Linked DNA regions of Mus musculus: all the other regions are linked to region 5. A link is a contact called in public promoter capture Hi-C data. All regions are on one chromosome and are shown on one strand. The core of a region is the stretch at or near the end of the contact, and the rest is flanking DNA. Distances in the headings are between cores, read along the strand shown.

Evidence for each region. Promoter capture Hi-C pulls out the DNA fragments that hold promoters and counts their contacts.
Region 1: a contact with region 5 is called in a promoter capture Hi-C map of hippocampal neurons, with 5 times the contacts expected there. The contact joins the promoter of Dnajc7 here to the promoter of Thra in region 5. A contact is called at or near these places in 4 of 39 promoter capture datasets (cranial neural crest, embryonic stem cells, hippocampal neurons and 1 more) and 1 of 115 datasets of contacts at active chromatin or transcription factors (astrocytes).
Region 2: a promoter capture Hi-C map of pre-B cells shows a contact between it and region 5, with 5 times the contacts expected there. The contact joins the promoter of Psmb3 here to the promoter of Thra in region 5. A contact is called at or near these places in 3 of 39 promoter capture datasets (hippocampal neurons, liver and pre-B cells) and 1 of 115 datasets of contacts at active chromatin or transcription factors (forebrain).
Region 3: a contact with region 5 is called in a promoter capture Hi-C map of liver, with 2.7 times the contacts expected there. The contact joins the promoter of Mllt6 here to the promoter of Thra in region 5. A contact is called at or near these places in 5 of 39 promoter capture datasets (the C10 cell line, hippocampal neurons, liver and 1 more).
Region 4: a promoter capture Hi-C map of pre-B cells shows a contact between it and region 5, with 3 times the contacts expected there. The contact joins the promoter of Mrpl10 here to the promoter of Thra in region 5. A contact is called at or near these places in 2 of 39 promoter capture datasets (liver and pre-B cells).

Annotation. Positions count from the first base shown.
Region 1 is chr11:100,618,309-100,621,402 of GRCm38.p6, reverse strand. Dnajc7 (DnaJ heat shock protein family (Hsp40) member C7) reads left to right here and starts at 1,776. Exons shown (of 14, transcript NM_019795.5): 1 at 1,776-1,875. The coding sequence starts at 1,799. It also overlaps a transcript of Nkiras2 not described here.
Region 2 is chr11:97,701,831-97,704,719 of GRCm38.p6, reverse strand. Psmb3 (proteasome (prosome, macropain) subunit, beta type 3) reads right to left here and starts at 1,286. Exons shown (of 6, transcript NM_011971.4): 1 at 1,230-1,286; 2 at 748-932. The coding sequence starts at 1,232. It overlaps n-TNgtt8 (a tRNA gene), which reads left to right and starts at 2,198; the gene lies at 2,198-2,271. It also overlaps a transcript of Pcgf2 not described here.
Region 3 is chr11:97,661,925-97,665,227 of GRCm38.p6, reverse strand. Mllt6 (myeloid/lymphoid or mixed-lineage leukemia; translocated to, 6) reads right to left here and starts at 1,816. Exons shown (of 20, transcript NM_139311.2): 1 at 1,548-1,816; 2 at 194-273. The coding sequence starts at 1,656.
Region 4 is chr11:97,040,276-97,043,183 of GRCm38.p6, reverse strand. Mrpl10 (mitochondrial ribosomal protein L10) reads right to left here and starts at 1,602. Exons shown (of 5, transcript NM_026154.3): 1 at 1,532-1,602. The coding sequence starts at 1,583. Lrrc46 (leucine rich repeat containing 46) reads left to right here and starts at 1,815. Exons shown (of 8, transcript NM_027026.2): 1 at 1,815-2,101; 2 at 2,212-2,317. The coding sequence starts at 2,080.
Region 5 is chr11:98,740,332-98,743,443 of GRCm38.p6, reverse strand. It overlaps Thra (thyroid hormone receptor alpha), which reads right to left and starts at 1,659. Exons shown (of 10, transcript NM_001313983.1): 1 at 1,438-1,659.

The sequences.
Region 1 (3,094 bases), core at 527-3,026, 1.9 Mb before region 5:
CAGGGCTAGCTATTACACAGAGGAAATACAACAAGGTTCATGACAGTTTTGGAGCCAGGAATCCCTAGGGGCTCAGTATTGATTGCAGAGACTAGCCAAATAATGAAGATGTGTGGGAGGCCAGGGACCAAACACCACAATAGCACGCCATTGGTAAGTTTATTACAGGGAAATGACACACTCCATCCACTTTTGCAAGAAAGGTCATTCTCTCGGAAGAGCCAAGGCTTGGCAAAGATGAAACTGAGGATCAGTTAGGAGACTATTTGCAGTCTCTAAGTTTATTGTTTAAGAGTTTGGGATGAAAAGACTTGGGGGATGTGTGGTGTGGGGACAAAAAGCATTGATGACAAGGTTTCAAGCTAAGGGCAGTGGGTCTGTGTGATTTACCCCAGGTTTCATGTTGAACAGATGAACAGAAGAAATCTAACATAAGAAATTCAGGAAGGAAGAAAAAAATTGTTTCCCCCCCCCCCGTTGTTGAAAAATGGGTGAAAAATTAAATTCGTTAATTAAGGCAGTGGTTCTCAACCTGTGTGGGTCATGACTTTTTTTGGCAAACCTCTATCTCCAAAAATATTTACATTACAATTCATAAGAGTAGAAAATTTATAGCTACAAAGTAGCAACAAAAAATAATTTTACGGCTGGGGATCACCATGACAGGAGGAACCATATTAAAGGGTCACAGCATTTCAATTCACTGAGGTCCAGCTATCATTCTCTATCCAGTGGCCCAGGTAGTTTCCACTCCGTCAGTAATGATAAGGACCTACAAATAAGGTTAGGGACTTTGACACACACTTTCCTTAAGGGAAATTTAAATTCCATTGTCTTATTTTCGTTCCTTTTGGCTTTAAATTACAATTTCAAGGTCGTCTCCTCCCCACATTTAACCTCAGAGGGCCTCAATTTAATCCAACACTGTTGTGTGTGGTAGTGGTACTACAAAGATAATTATGCTGTCTTCCCAATCCAGACAACATCTGGCCAGACAAGCGTGCTGGGTAGAGTTTATGAGAAGTAGGAGTACAGGGGACACTGAGGAAAAGGGACCTCACCCCATGAGCTGCCTTATAAACTCCGGGGCAGGGGCTGGCGCGCCATGTCATCCTTTCTAGGCTTAACGCTGAGATGGCACTCCCAAGCGGCTGACATGAAAGCAGCCTCATAAAAGGGTCCGCGTCATTGGGGTGATGAACCAGTTGGTGCTTAGAGATCCGTGGAGGATGAAAGGAGCAGGGTGAAGACGCCCTGCGTTCCCCTCGCTTGGTTGGGCAGGGCTTCCAGGAACTGATGAAGCTGGGGATTGGGCTCAAAGTAGCTCTTCATGCCTTTCCAGGGAGGAAGCTGTGGACACACTGCAAAGTCAGGAAGGTAGTCTTGGGGGGGGCTTTTCTTCCTCAAGTGTCTTGGGGACCCCGTCTCCACCCACCAGGGACTCCCAAGCGTTACCGGAGGCTCTCTAGGATTGCTAGTTGTTATGGCAACCGGGCTGTAGGGATACTGAGGCAAGCTTAGGCCCAGAGAGGCAACCTCCTTCTGTACCCTCCTCCTATTCACGGGTAAAGTGGCGCCCCCTACGCACAGGAACCGTCCCTGGGCCCCCGCCCCAGCGCGGAGACCACCGTGGACCTCCAGGGATGGAAGGCCGCTCTGGCCCCAAGCGGAGCCTCTCGTTGGTAGACGGGCTCGAGGGAGTCCCTCTGGGCGCGGCGCCGCCGAGCGGCTCGATGCTCCGACCGGAAGTGCTCTACACCGTCTGCCTCCCACCCGGCTCTCTGGTCCCGGCGGTAAGATGGCGGCTACCGCGGAGTGCGATGTGGTAATGGCGGCGACCGAGCCTGAACTGCTGGAGGACGAAGACGCCAAGAGGTAACCAACCGGGTGGTAGAGTCATGGAGGAGACGAGCTTGCAGCTCGTGGCTTGGGGCAGGTGGACCCGCCAGCGAGGCAGCCCCCAGATGCAGAGACGATGGCTCTCCTGCAGACACCCCCCGCCCCCATCTGAGCTGGAGTCGACCGAGATCCCTCTGAAGGGGTACACTTAGGGGGTCTGCTGTCCCCTTCTGCTTCCGCCTAGCAGGGAGCTTGAGGCATGGTCTTGTTCTGCCGCGGGGAGGAAGGTGGACTTCATCGTGGAGGCCGGGTTCCCGGGCGGGGGCGGGGGGAAGGGTAGGAACCCCAGAGGTCGGCTGCAGAGTGGGGGAGGCGTCGCGGCGACAATGACGACTTCCTTAACAGAGCCCCGACCTCCGCCCGCTCTGGTTAACTTGTGTGCATTGTTGCCCGTCCTGACTGGTCGTCTCCGAAGCCCGCATTCTCCTCCTCACTTCCCTTTCCTCACTAATGACCCTTAGTGGTCTCTAGTGTGAGGCTGAGAGAATTGGATGCTCACTGTATGGACCTGGTCGCCCCCCACTCCCCGATAGCCGTAGAAGTTAAGAATGGATAGACAGAAGGGCGAATGAGGAGCTTGTCTCTTGCAGTACGGGGGCAGACGCTTCTTCGCCATTCCTCCCAAGAGCATTCTTAAGCTCAAGGAGAACAGCTGTTTAAATGCAGTTGGCACTGCTGGGCAGCTGCAGTGGCTCGGGATTGCTAGTCTGGCCTAGCCTAGGGAGGTGCTGAGTGAGTGGTTTTTCTCGAACACTTGGTGAATTCCGACACCAGCTTAAGAACGGGTTTTCAAAGCGGGGTGGGGTGGGGTGGGGTGGGGGGGTTAGAGTACGCTTGGGAGCGGGCGGGACTTGTTCTGATACCAAAGGTGAACTGATTCTTTTATCAGTAGCATGATTAATTTGATCCTTTTCTTAGGATGGACTACAGTCCCCTTACTCTCCTTCCCTTGTGGTTCATGTTCATACCAAGCCTGTAGGGAATGTCTTCAGGCTGAATAATTTGAACAGAGTCAGTTCAGGAGGTCTAGAAATCAGGATTCTGAGGGGTTTACTGTCCAAGTTAGACTTATAAGCGGTACTCGGAGAGATACGGGGAATATTGTAGTCATCAGGTGTATGGTAGTACCTGACTTGAAAGCTGAGATGCTAGACAAAGTGTAGTTGATCAAGAGCTATCAAGTTTAGCCTTGCCT
Region 2 (2,889 bases), core at 37-2,536, 1.0 Mb after region 5:
AGGCATGAAGAGCACTGACTGCTCTTCCAGCTTTCTATCCCCAGCACCCACATGGTGGCTCACAACCACCTGTAATTCAAGCTGGGTCATGAGGGTTGCTGGGGGGGAAGGTTGTCCAACAATCTCTTCTAGCCTCTGCAGTCACTGCACACATGTGGTGCACAGACACACATACACGTAAAATAATAATCAATGAATTGTGTTTTTAAAGTTCCCACCACCAACCACAGCGATCAGAACCAGCACACTGGGGCCATCACAGACAACCCGTTTCCCCTCTCAGACCCTCCCATCACTCAAATCACATAAGCACTGTCAACTAGGTAAGTAAAGTGGGCAGTTAAAACCCAACAGCTCATCATGGTTAGTTATCGTTCGGTATGTCTGCTTTGCCAGCCGCCTACTGGTTTAGCGAGTGCCCACGGTCTTTAGAAAGACCTACAGTAGGATTCTGGCTGACGTTCATTACTGTGCATCTTGAAGGAAGGTCTCAATTTTTTTTTCAATTGCAGAATGAGACGGCTCGCCAGTAATATTAAGACGGTGATTAAGGGACTCCCTAACAAAAATGCTTCTTCACAAAGAGCAGAGCACAAGGTAATGCCAGAAAAACATAGGTTAGGACCCATCTCCGTAACGCTGTGGTGTTCAGCTGAGTCTCACACTCAATCGTGGCTTTTGGCAGATGGCTGATATCGGGCTGCTCAACGAAGAAACCTGGGTGAAGGTGGGGCTGGAGACACTTACACTGTCTGGACGTCAGTGGCCAGGCCGGCCAGGCCTATGTAGAGCCTGTCACCCATGGGAAAGATCTTCTGGAAGTCCGTGGTCACCATCTGGGCCTGGATCCCGAAACGTCTGTCTGCAGCGATGGCCACACAGTTCTTTCCCTTCATGGCCATGACGGCCCCTCCATTATAGGACATAATAGACTGGGGACAAACAAATCAAGGGGCTCAGTTCGTGGAGCTAAGTGGGACCATAACCTTCACATCAGTTCTGGTCCCCAAAGCTCATATACCCGTGCCCTCCACTCCGGAGGAGCCAGGACGCCAGGAGCTCCAGCCCTGAGATGGGCCCGGTGGGGCACCCAGGAACCGCACTCATCTGCACGGTACTCCCATGTGCATTCTACTGACCACCAGGCTCTCCCCGTCCCGAACCCAAGCACTACTCGTCCTTGCTTTCAGTTCCCATCCCAGACTCCTTTCCTTACTCCCCGATCTCACCATGATTGCGCTGGAGTGGAAGCCCGATCCCCACAGCGTTGCCTGCAAACCGGCTCTGGCTTTCTCAGGGTCAACGCTCTTGCCGAATCCTCCCCATTGGCTGGCGGGCCGACTCGGATTGACTAGTTCAGCTTTCTATTGGACACTCATGCCGTCAGTCACAAATATGCATAGTTTGGTTGAGACACCAAAACGGAGGTATGGAAAGCGGAAAGTGAAAAGTCACTGTGAGTGCGGAAGAGCCTACGGTCCGGGGCATGTTGGGATCTTGGCGGACCTGGAGTTCGGGCCATCCCGTTTAGGGGCGGAGTTTGCAACACGTGGGCTTGGGACAGGCCTTGTGGGGCTGGTGCTGTAAGCAGAGTAGGTAAGCTGGCGCTTACCGTGGTGCTGCAGGAGTTAGGCATTTTACTCAAGCTACCCGACTTCCAGTGTTCATTCACAAATCCTTACTGTTCACCGGGATTTTTGCAGGCGCCAATTAACCTATCGGCACCGAGTATACCGAAGGCGCCCATTCTTTGCAGAATGGGAAGATCGTGCCGAGGGTTCGTGCTAGGAGGGTTTAGTTCCAGAATGGAGCTTTTGTTTTGTTTTACGGGAGTGAGCTACAGGTTGTTCAGCGTTTGGAGTCTCTCACTCCCAATCCCTGCTGGCCGACAGACGTAGCCCTAAGTCTCTGTTCACTCTACAAAGGAACGTTCTGTGCCACATCCTAGACACTGACCGAGGATAGCCTGGGCCAACGGCTCCAGGGCAGCCCAGGTGGGACGTGTGCATCCCTTGCTTTCCCTTCCCTTGCACAACCACTGTTCCCTCCGCCACAGCCTCGATTCGCTGTTCTTCGAGATCAGATTTTGTTCCGCTGGGTTTCTAAGCTACTGTAACTGCTTGCGTCGTGACTGGTCTTGCGCCATATCGGCTCAGTACTATTGACTCGGCTCTCTGCCTCACAAACAACTGTCACCGTCTCTGTGGCGCAATCGGTTAGCGCGTTCGGCTGTTAACCGAAAGGTTGGTGGTTCGAGCCCACCCAGGGACGGTCTCGGCCTTTTTTTTTTTTTTTTAAATCGCAAATGCTCCAAAGCCACATTCGGTACCGAGGTACCAGAAGCAATAATTGTGATACACCAACCCAGATGGTCACTGTATTTAGAAATCCGTCTATGGTCAGTGAATGGATCTATCCCTAACGTCTCCTCACCACCTCTCACTATTCTTTCTCCCAATCAGGATGACAGAAAGGCAAAGCCAAGTTTCTGTCTCACTGCCATGTTTAACAATGCAATTTTCCTTGGATTAAGAATAAATTTTGCTGCGGAGGTTGGACAGCTTCCCATTGTCTGCATCAGTGGACGATAGCAACTTGAAAGAGGAAATCTGTCCCGGTGGATGGAAACAGTCAGGAAAAAAACCACAGGAACAAAGTGAGGGATAAAAGAGTGGAAGGAGGAAGAACCTAGCTGTGATCTACAGAGAAAGGCATACCATGAGGGGGCCTAAGTAGACAGTGCGGAAGATGGGGAAATAAATACAGAGATCAACAAAGGGCATCGTTTGCAAGAGGGAGAGGTGTAAGGGACACAGAAGTAAAGCTACACAAAAGCAAGAAGGAACGACTCTCTCTAACTAGTGCCACCATTTAAAAGGGATTTTCTCC
Region 3 (3,303 bases), core at 567-3,066, 1.1 Mb after region 5:
GCCCCCAAGCCGGAGGTGAGGCGGGGCAGAGCTGAGTGCAGAGCTGAGGGAGAGATGGGGCTGGTGATAGGCAGCAGCAAACAGGAAATCCTGAGTGACAGAGCTTAGTCCTGCCCCAGCCTCAGGGTACCCTATTAACCTGCAGGAGATGCTCAGGTGTAGGGGAGAGGAAAGGGAGAGGGGCTGGACTCACCACCCTGGCTGCACGCTCCTGAGATTCACATTTCCTGCAGAACCAGGGTCCTGTTGGCACCTGGACGATGCCATAGCAAGCTAAGGGTGGGGGAAGGAGACTCACTGAGCAAAGCCATCAGCCAATGGTTCCCCCCCCCACAGAGTAACTGGGGGCAGGCAGGGAAGAGACCCAGCCTACTAAAGCCAGCCCAGTAGGTGGGGCTGCTCCCCAGACCCGGGATCACTCAATGGAACAGGACTACAAGAAATGTCCAACCGCATAGAGCCAGCCTTCAATCACACAACCAAGCATTTCAAACAGGGGCAAAAAGTCTGACAGAGTCCTTGACCTTAAACTTCCAAAGATCCTCCATTCTCATCCCACCCCTCTCCCTTTTTTCTGGACCTGAATTCCTCCCCCTCCCCCCCCCCCCCCCCCGCCGCCTCTGCCCTGACCAGTCCCCTAGGCACCAGAACAAGAAATAGTCATGATTGTAACACGTTTTGTTGTTATGAGGGGAGGGGGGGTGCTTCTTAAAGGGCCAGTAAGGGATAAGCCAAGGAAGTCGGGGGTTCAAGGACCTCATCTTCTGCCTCTGTCACACGTACAGGTCAAAAGTGAAAACAGAGGGCAGGTGCGGGGCAGGTACCCAGAGGAGAGTGGCGGGAAAGGCCCGCAGCCACAGCATTAAGGGTTGTCTTGGGAAGGGGGGTGGTGGTGGTTGCCTGTGCCAGACAGGCGGAGATGCCAGCCTGCGCCCTCGGCAAGATTCCTTAAGGAGTTAACTCCCGAACCATGTGCGGCGGCAGGGGGAAACTCCAAACCTCTCTCTCCTCCATTCCGGCCCCCTGTAAAACCGCTCTCCCAGCCTCAGCTCTTCCCCGGAGGGTTTCAGGATCCCTTCTCCCGTGGGACCCTTCTCCTCCCTTCCCAATTCCGCTCCTCCCAGTATCCGGAAGCGAAGGGGGATGACCCCCCCTTGACCTCTTCCTCCCGGAGCGGGAACCAAAATAAACCGGGCGGGAGGGGGGGTTACCTCGCAGGTAAACATTCCCGGGACAGCCCTGACACCGGCGGTGCGGGGCTCAGGGAGTTCACTCCTTGCGCCCTGGACTCTCCCCAAAACTCCTTCAACTTGGGGTGGGGGGCGCGGGACTGAACAATAGGCAAGAAAACAATGCCTGACCCGGTCCTGGAGGACCAGGCTGGGGATGGGGGGGAGCCCACGCCGCCTTTCGCTTCAGGTGGGTGGGGGAGGGGCAGGCGCCCCAGGAGGGCTCCGGAGGGCGCGGCCGAGGGCACCCCGTGCGCGCGCCGCCCCGGGGTCCCGCAGCTCCCCCCCCCCCGCCGGCCGTCTCCCCCCTCCCCTTACCTTGGTGGACGGCCACGCTGCACGCGTGCCCATCGCAGTAGACCAGCGGGTTTTCGGCCCAGCCCCTCTCGTCCGAACATACGCAGCAGCCTCCTACCATCTCCTTCATACTCCCATGAGCTCCCTCCGGGGCTGGGGCTGGGGGCCGGCCGGCGGGGGTCGGGGGTCAGGGGGGGAGGGAGGGAGCGGGGGCCGCGCGCCTCCTCGCCCCCTCCTCCGCCGCCGCCGCCGCCGCTTCTTTTCTTTGCCTCCTCCTTCCTCCTCCTCGGCGTCCTCCTCCTCCTCCTCGCTCGCTCTGTCTGGCCGCCCCCCCCGCCGTGCTCTCGCCCTCATGCCCCGACGGGCCCCCCCCCCCCAACAATGAGACTCGCGCGCCGCGCTCCCCTTCCGCGCCGCTCGCCGGCTACCAGAGCCGCCCGGCCGCGGTGCAAGCAGGGCCCGGCGGGGGAGGCGCCGAGTGGCACATCGCGGGCGCCCGCCCGCCCCGCGCCGCCCGCTCACGCGCCGCCCCCCCGGCCCCCCTGCCCGGCCGCGGCAGCCATGGCCGCGCGCCTCCGCTCGCTCGCTCGCTCCCGGCCCGCCCGCCGCCGGGTAAAGTCTTAGGTTCAGGGAACAAAGCCTGGCTTGGTAGGGAGCTTTTCGCTCGTGCGCTCAGTGCAGCTTTCCCCGTCTTTTCTTTTTCCCTTTATGACTCTAGGTGGGTAGTTCCCGAGTCCTCCCCTCCGTGTCACACTTTGGGTCTCCGGTCTCCCATCCCCCTTCTCTGGGTGTTCTTCAACCCTAGGGAAATCTAGGGAAGATGAAAAAAACCAGGGCTCTTAAAAAGAACTGGAGCGATGTTAAACCATTTACCCGTGCTTGTTCTTGGAATGGGAATGGTGTCTCTGGATGGCAGCTCATGGGTGCTGTCCCTGGAGGTCACTCTGGAGGGTAGACAATGCCACGTGTAAACTTTTACTTACTTTACAAATCTTTTTTGTTAGTTTGAGACAGGATCACCAGTAGCTCCGGTTAGCCTCGAACTCACCACTTAGTGAAGGATGACCTTGAACTCCCAATTCTGCCTCTGCCACCAAAGTGCTAGAGTAAAGGCGTGCACCACCACGCCCCGCACAAAAATTTGTTGAATGCTAGAGTCGGCTGCGCGCCAGAGTAGAGGTATTCCTGCCCTCCAGGAACTTCCCTTTGAAGTCTTCAATGTCAAGGTCTCTAGGCACCTTAGGGGTACAATGAGGTACCCCACCTTAATTCAAGATCTCTGTTCTAAGTCGTAACTCCACCCCTAGCCTCAGGGCGTGCCTTGCGTTTTAAAGTGAGTAAAGCTGCCTCGGAAGTGCTTGCCAACAGAATCACGCCTTGACTTCTGGGCAGGTATAGAATCACAGTAGCGTACAAAAACGCACCACGAAGGATTAAAGTCCCCGAAATTGGGTCTAGGGTTTGATGGAAAGCGACCCAAGACTTCCCCCAGACTGGTATAAGCCCAAAGACGAGATCTGATTCCCCTTTTTTCTTTGCAAGGGGAAAGACGGCGCCCCCACAGGGACCAAAGGTCAAATACCCCCTCAGCGGGAGGTTGGGTGGCAGAGGGGAGAAGGCAGCCCTGGGGGCTTCATCCACACTTCAAAGACCTCTAGGCCGGGAACGCTTCCTGGGGGGGAGGGGCAGAGGGCTCGGAGAGGAGATGGCGGGCTGGGGGATTGAGGGTGGAGGGGGCCGCTCCCCCTTCGGCGCACTGCCCCCCTGGCCGACTCTT
Region 4 (2,908 bases), core at 353-2,852, 1.7 Mb after region 5:
CCTAGCAAGCAAGAAAAACAGAGCAAATGAAAGAACACCACCATGACCAACCATGCCAGTCCTCACTCAAAGCAGCAGTTCTTGAAGCACAAAGACCTCCATCAAGACACCAACATCTGCTTTGTGTGGGAGTGCACATACTTTCCTGCCTGCCCTAAACCTATAAAATTTGAAACTCGGTGGTGGGGTCCAAAAAGTTGTATTTTAATAAACTCTTCCCGTGCTAATGATGGCTTCATCCCACGGCTCTGAGGCTCCTATGACTTGAAGCAAGTAGGGGGTAAAAACACAACAACCTCACAATTCGCCCAAAGGAGTCTTTCTTCAGGTCAGATGGTGAATACCTGAAATCCGAGTTCAAGATCAGCCTCACTAATGAGACCCTGACTCAAACTGCAAAACTAAGGCCTGCGAGACGACTAATCCAGTGCAATAAATGCACTTCCCACCAACTCTGACAACCTAAACACAACCCTTGGAATCCCCCTATGATGGAGAAAAGAAAAAGAGGCACGCAAGCTGCCTTCTGACCTTTTTGTGCCCAATAGCACAAAATGATGATAATAGGAAAAGCTTGGAAGGTCCCCTCTGCACCCAAGGACATTCTTCAAAGCTCTGAGCCAACGTGACTCTTTCAACCCTAACATAAAGACCAATAGCGTCGTTTTGTAGGGAAAAGATCAGCTAGAAGACTCCAGGTAATATAGAGGATTGCCAGGGTGAGAGGTTTTATGGTTAAGGGCCACAAGAGCTGTTACGAGTGCCTTTGGGATGAGATGGGGCTGGAGAGATGGCTCAGCGGTTAAGAGCACTGACTGCTCTTCCAGAGGTCCCGAGTTCAATTCCCAGCAACCGCATGGTGGCTCACAACCATCTGTAATGAGATTTGATGCCCTCTTCTGATGTGTCTGAAGACAGCAACAGTGTACTCACTTACAGAAAGTAAATACTTCTTTAAAAAATAAAAATAATGCCTTCCTCCCAAGGTGCCTTTGCTTTGAAGCAATGAGTACAATCCTACAGTATGGTGTCAAATTTACCCATTAAATGCCTGATGCCTATTAACAGCAGACACCACAGCTGAGATGGACACAGTGAAGTTTAACAGATCAGACGAGACACGTGCATAAACAAAACTAGACTGAATTGATAAAAGTAAATTTCACCAAAGAACCTGCTCTTTATGGAGAGAGGGTAGTTGAGAGAAGACTTGAATCTGTGTTTGGGCTAAGACCTTAAGAAGGAATACATAAATTTTCTGGAAAGGACTCTCCGGGACCAGGAGTAAGAACTGAGCGAAGGGTTAGAAAAATCCAAAGCGAGGTCCTGTGATTCCCGGCTTGGGGGGAGGGGCTGTGGAAGGGATGTCACCGGCAGGTAATGACCCAGTCAAATCAGAGATCCGGCTAGTGGCAGGGTCTCCTAGAGCTGTCGACGGTCAGAGATTACGGGAAAGGTCAGAAGGAAAGGAGGGTGGCGAGGGCTAGAGAGCGCCATCCTGCGTGCAGGGAGGCCCTGGGCCACTCCTTACCCGCCCGGGGCGGGAGACCTCCACGGAGGATCCCGGCCACCGCCGCAGCCATCGCTACAGGAAGTTCCCATGCGCGCTGCGCGGAGACGGAAGTAGCTAAGGATTGTGGGGCAGCAGTAAAAAAAAAAAAAAAAAAAAAAAAAAAACAAAAACCCGGGCCCGGAAATAGTGGGCGTGGCGCCTGATAGGGCCGCTATGCGCATGCGTGGAGCTGGGCCTCTTTCTCCTCTTCCCCCCCTCCCCCCGTTCCGTCAGACCTGGCGTCCAGTCTCCTAGCAACGACGCGAGACCTCAAGGAACGGTTCTTTCTATTCCTTCTGGTCCTTTCAGTTTAAGGCCAGTAAAGCCACGCTACACACCTCTAACTCCAGATCCTTCGTTCCCATTTACTCCTATTTTCCACCGCACCCCCAATAATTCTCAGAACCCCCTGCCCTTGTCTCCTCAGTCTTCCCTCCAACCTGGGTTCAACCAGCCCAACCGTCTAAGCTTCTCTGCTCGCCTTCGTCCATCTACCTGCCTCAAGCAGCCGCTGTTTATTTTAGATCATGCCAGGAGACGAGCAGGAAGGTGAGTTGACAGAACAGTTGGGCAACAGTGAGGTCGGTCGGGTTTCCAAAAAAAAAAAAAAAAAAAAAAAAAAATGAACCCAAGGCGACAAAAGGCTCATCTTTCCCCAGCTAAGAAAGCTGCCCAGAGAACCGAGGAAGGTGTCCACATTACTGAAGCCCTTATCACCAAGCGGAACCTGACCTTCCCTGGAGATGAAGACCTGTCAGAAAAGATGTGAGTGGACAGGAGAGAAAGGGGTGATAGAAGGCGGGAACAGTGACGTCCAGGTTGCTGAGCTGTACTGACTTTGAAACTTTCTCTCCTTACTTACTCCACTTACTAATCAGTATTACTTTCCGGTTGGTTTTTTTACTTTTTTTTTTGTTTTGTTTTGTTTTGTTTTTTTCGGGACAGGGTTTCTCTGTGTAGCCCTGGCTGTCCTGGAACTCACTCTGTAGACCAGGCTGTCCTGGAAATCAGTAATCCACCTGCCAATGCCTCACAAGTGCTGGGATTAAAGGCGTGCGCCACCACCACCCAGCGGTTTTTACTTCTTGAAGACGATTTTTTTCATACATCCTCAGCTGCCTTGGAGGTCACTACCTCACCTCTTAGCAAACTTCAAAATTCTCCGCCCAGTTCCCAGTCTGGCCTTCCCATACTGCTGTTACACCATTGATTGTTATAAATGATAAATCTAATTACTCCCTGGTAGAAACTTCCTCAACAACCTACTACAGCCAGAGTAAAATCCAAATAGCATTAACCAACCTTATTTACAGCTACATTCTGCAAGTGTGCAATTCCTCATACCATGTTCTTTTT
Region 5 (3,112 bases), core at 410-2,909:
GTCATGGCAAGCAATGACGGCTACATGACTGGACACATGTGAACATGTGTGTGTTTCTGAATGACAGGGTCTTTTATGATTGTGCGACTGTGTCCAATTGCTGTGTGTGTGCATGTGTGCATGCATGCATTCGATAGTGACTTTCTCGGTGTGGGTGACAATGACTCCTTCTTACCCCTGTGTGACAGCATCTCCCTGTGATCCTATGCGTGGGTATGTGCATAGGCCGTCTCTCCGCCCTGCTCTTGGTCTCCCGTGGGTGTGTCCCACCCTTTGAGCTCCACTCTGCAGTGGAGGCCTGCCTCTTCCCTTGTCCCCATGTGGGTGTGTCCAGCAGCTCCTGTCCTTGAATCTGCCTGGATGTCCCCGAGTGAGCATGTAGCTGTCTGTGTAGGCATATCTGTTGTCTGCATGTCACCTTTGCCTCCCCCTTCATCTTGGACAATGGCCCCCTTCATCCCCTCCCCCTCCTGGGTCCAGAGCCAGCATTCAGGGGCAGGCCTCCCGTCTCCCTGGCTTTCCTTCTGTGTGCTCCCCCCTCCAGTCCCTAAAATGGGTGGCTCTCTTCATTGCCTCTGACATCTTCCCAGGCCTTCTTTTCACACTGGACAAGGGAGGGCCCAAGATAGAAAAGGGGCACCAGAGACACGTTGCAAGGGAGGGAAACGGGGAGCATGCACGCGCGCGCGCGCGGACACACACACACACACACACACACACACACACACACACACAGAACACGGGTCCATTTCTTCCTCTCTTCCCCAACCACAGGCCAACAATTCTCCTAATCATCTAGGGACCATCAAGTACACCCCCACTACTACAAGCTCACACTCCCCCCACCCCACCCCACCCGCCGCGTTTTTGCAATTAGGAGTGTTGCAACCAGAAAGCCATGCTCAACTGGAGAGGTGGGGAGGGGAGGGGGGCTTCTCTCTCCTCCAGCCCATGCAAGCCCCTCCACCCTGCCGCACCCACATTGCCCTTCCTAGCTAGAGACAGCTTTGCAAAGGCCATTCGGTCTCTTTGGCTGGGGGGGTGGGGGGACACGACAAGCTTCTGGCACACCGTAAACAAACCGCGGCGGGGCGGGCGGGGGAGCCTCGGCAGGCAGCGGGGCCCAACCCGGGAATGCGCAGCAGACCGGCCGGACAGAGGCCGGGGCGGGCCCTCGAAGGGGAGGCCCAGACGCCATCTCCCTGGGCGAACCCCGGGGCCCACCGACCACTTAACAGCACCTTCTTTCCCCAGGGCGTAAGTGGCTAGCTCTCGGGCTGTGACAGGGTCACCCGGGCGCCGGAAAAGACTGAGGTCGGCGGCGGGAACCCCCTGGGCGCCCCCAGCCCGCCTCCAAGCTGGCCAGAGACCCGCGGCTTTGCATAATCAATCGCGATGCATTTGCATATTAATGCCCCCTTGCTCCCTCCTCCTTACCTCGGCTTGGCGCGCTGGTCCGAGCTGAGCAACGACGCGGGGGTCTCAGCGCCCCGTGCCGGGGGCGTCCATGGGGGGCCGGTGGGGCCCGGGCCGCCCGCCTCCAGCGCCGGGGTGTGAGTGCGAGTGAGCGCGGGGGGGCGGGGGGCGAGTGTGGCGGCCCCGCGGCTCCTCCGGCAGAGGCGGCGGCCGCTCTGGCTCCTCCCTCCCCCGCCCCGCTCCGGCTGGGGCTCCAGCTCCGCGCGCCCGGCCGGCTCGCGGCTGCTCCCTGCAGGCCGCCTCGCAGTCGCCGGTCCCCGCCCCTCGCCCCCCGCCGCTCCCCAGCTCCTGGCCGGCCGCCCCGCAGCCCCTCTACCGCCTTGGCCCCTACCAGGCTCAGACTCGCCCACCTCACCCCCGCCCCCCCTACGGCTCCATCCAGGAGCGACGGTCGGTGACACGTTTTGAGAAAGATGTCATTTTCAAATAAAATAGCTTTCATTTGCGAGGAGAATTGGGGGAGGGGGGTTCTGGTTTGCACCCTGGGGTAGGGGGAGAAGGACCGAGGAGATCACTGCACCTTATAAATCCGGGAGGAAGTCCAGATACCAAACGCTAAGGGTAGTTTCAGAGTTCGGGTCCCTTCTTTGCGAACAACTCCCTGTGTGACCTTGAACACATTACAGCATCCAGGGTAAGAGCACAAAATCCAAAGGTTGGACAGGTTACTTCTGAAATCCTCCTAACTTCAACCATCCTATTTCTAGCCGTTTTGGAGGCTCGTTCCACATTGTGCCTCCTCTCTCGTTTCTAACATTAATGCTGAATCCACTGTCTCCTCTTGCAAACGTCTCTGTTCTCCATGGAAGCTCTTTCTAGTCACTGCCCACCAGCCATTCCCCAACAATATACTCCTATACTAAGCTTGGGGAATGGGGGTGGACAAGACTCGCTACAGCCCCTTATCTCCCAGCTTCTCAGAGGTGATATTTCCTCTCCTGTGTATACCATCAAAATCCAAATGGTTCAAGGGCCAATCTAAGCAACAGAGTGGCTGCAAATAGGTGGACTCCTTTTCTCAAAGGAGAGGTCTCCATGCCAGTTCCGGACCCTTGCGCGCGCACGCGCGCGCACGTGCGCCAACCACACACACAAAACACACAACACACACACACACACACACATACACACACACACCTGCATTCGTGGACATAAAACCCTGCCAGTGACGCCAGAGCCCCTTTCATCTTGGGATCTACTACCGCCAGGCAGAGGTCTAATTACCCTAGCACCCCCCTCTGGCCCCGCCGGTTCCCCCGCTATCATTAGCCCAGTTTTACCAGCGGGGGCCATAGCCTTCCCACGGCTCCCAGGGCGGAGCCCTGCCTCCACAGCCTGCTCTTGGGGAGGAGCCAGAGAGTGTGTCTGGGGAGCTGCTCTTCTAACCGTTCAGTTCATACTGGATAGAATCGTTTGCTGAGTGGGTTGCTGACCAACAGTCTCTCCAAGTTGGGCTGCCCTTGCACATCTTAGTTCCAGCCACCTACATCCTGAGCCAATGGACTCACTTCTCTTACAAGGGGTTTTAAGGGTTTACAAGGGATGAGGAGAAGGGAGAATGCCTCTCGTGGGGCTCCCGATAGGGAAGGGACAGGAAGCTGGATGAGGGAGGAACGAAGTGGAAGCCTACGGTTAC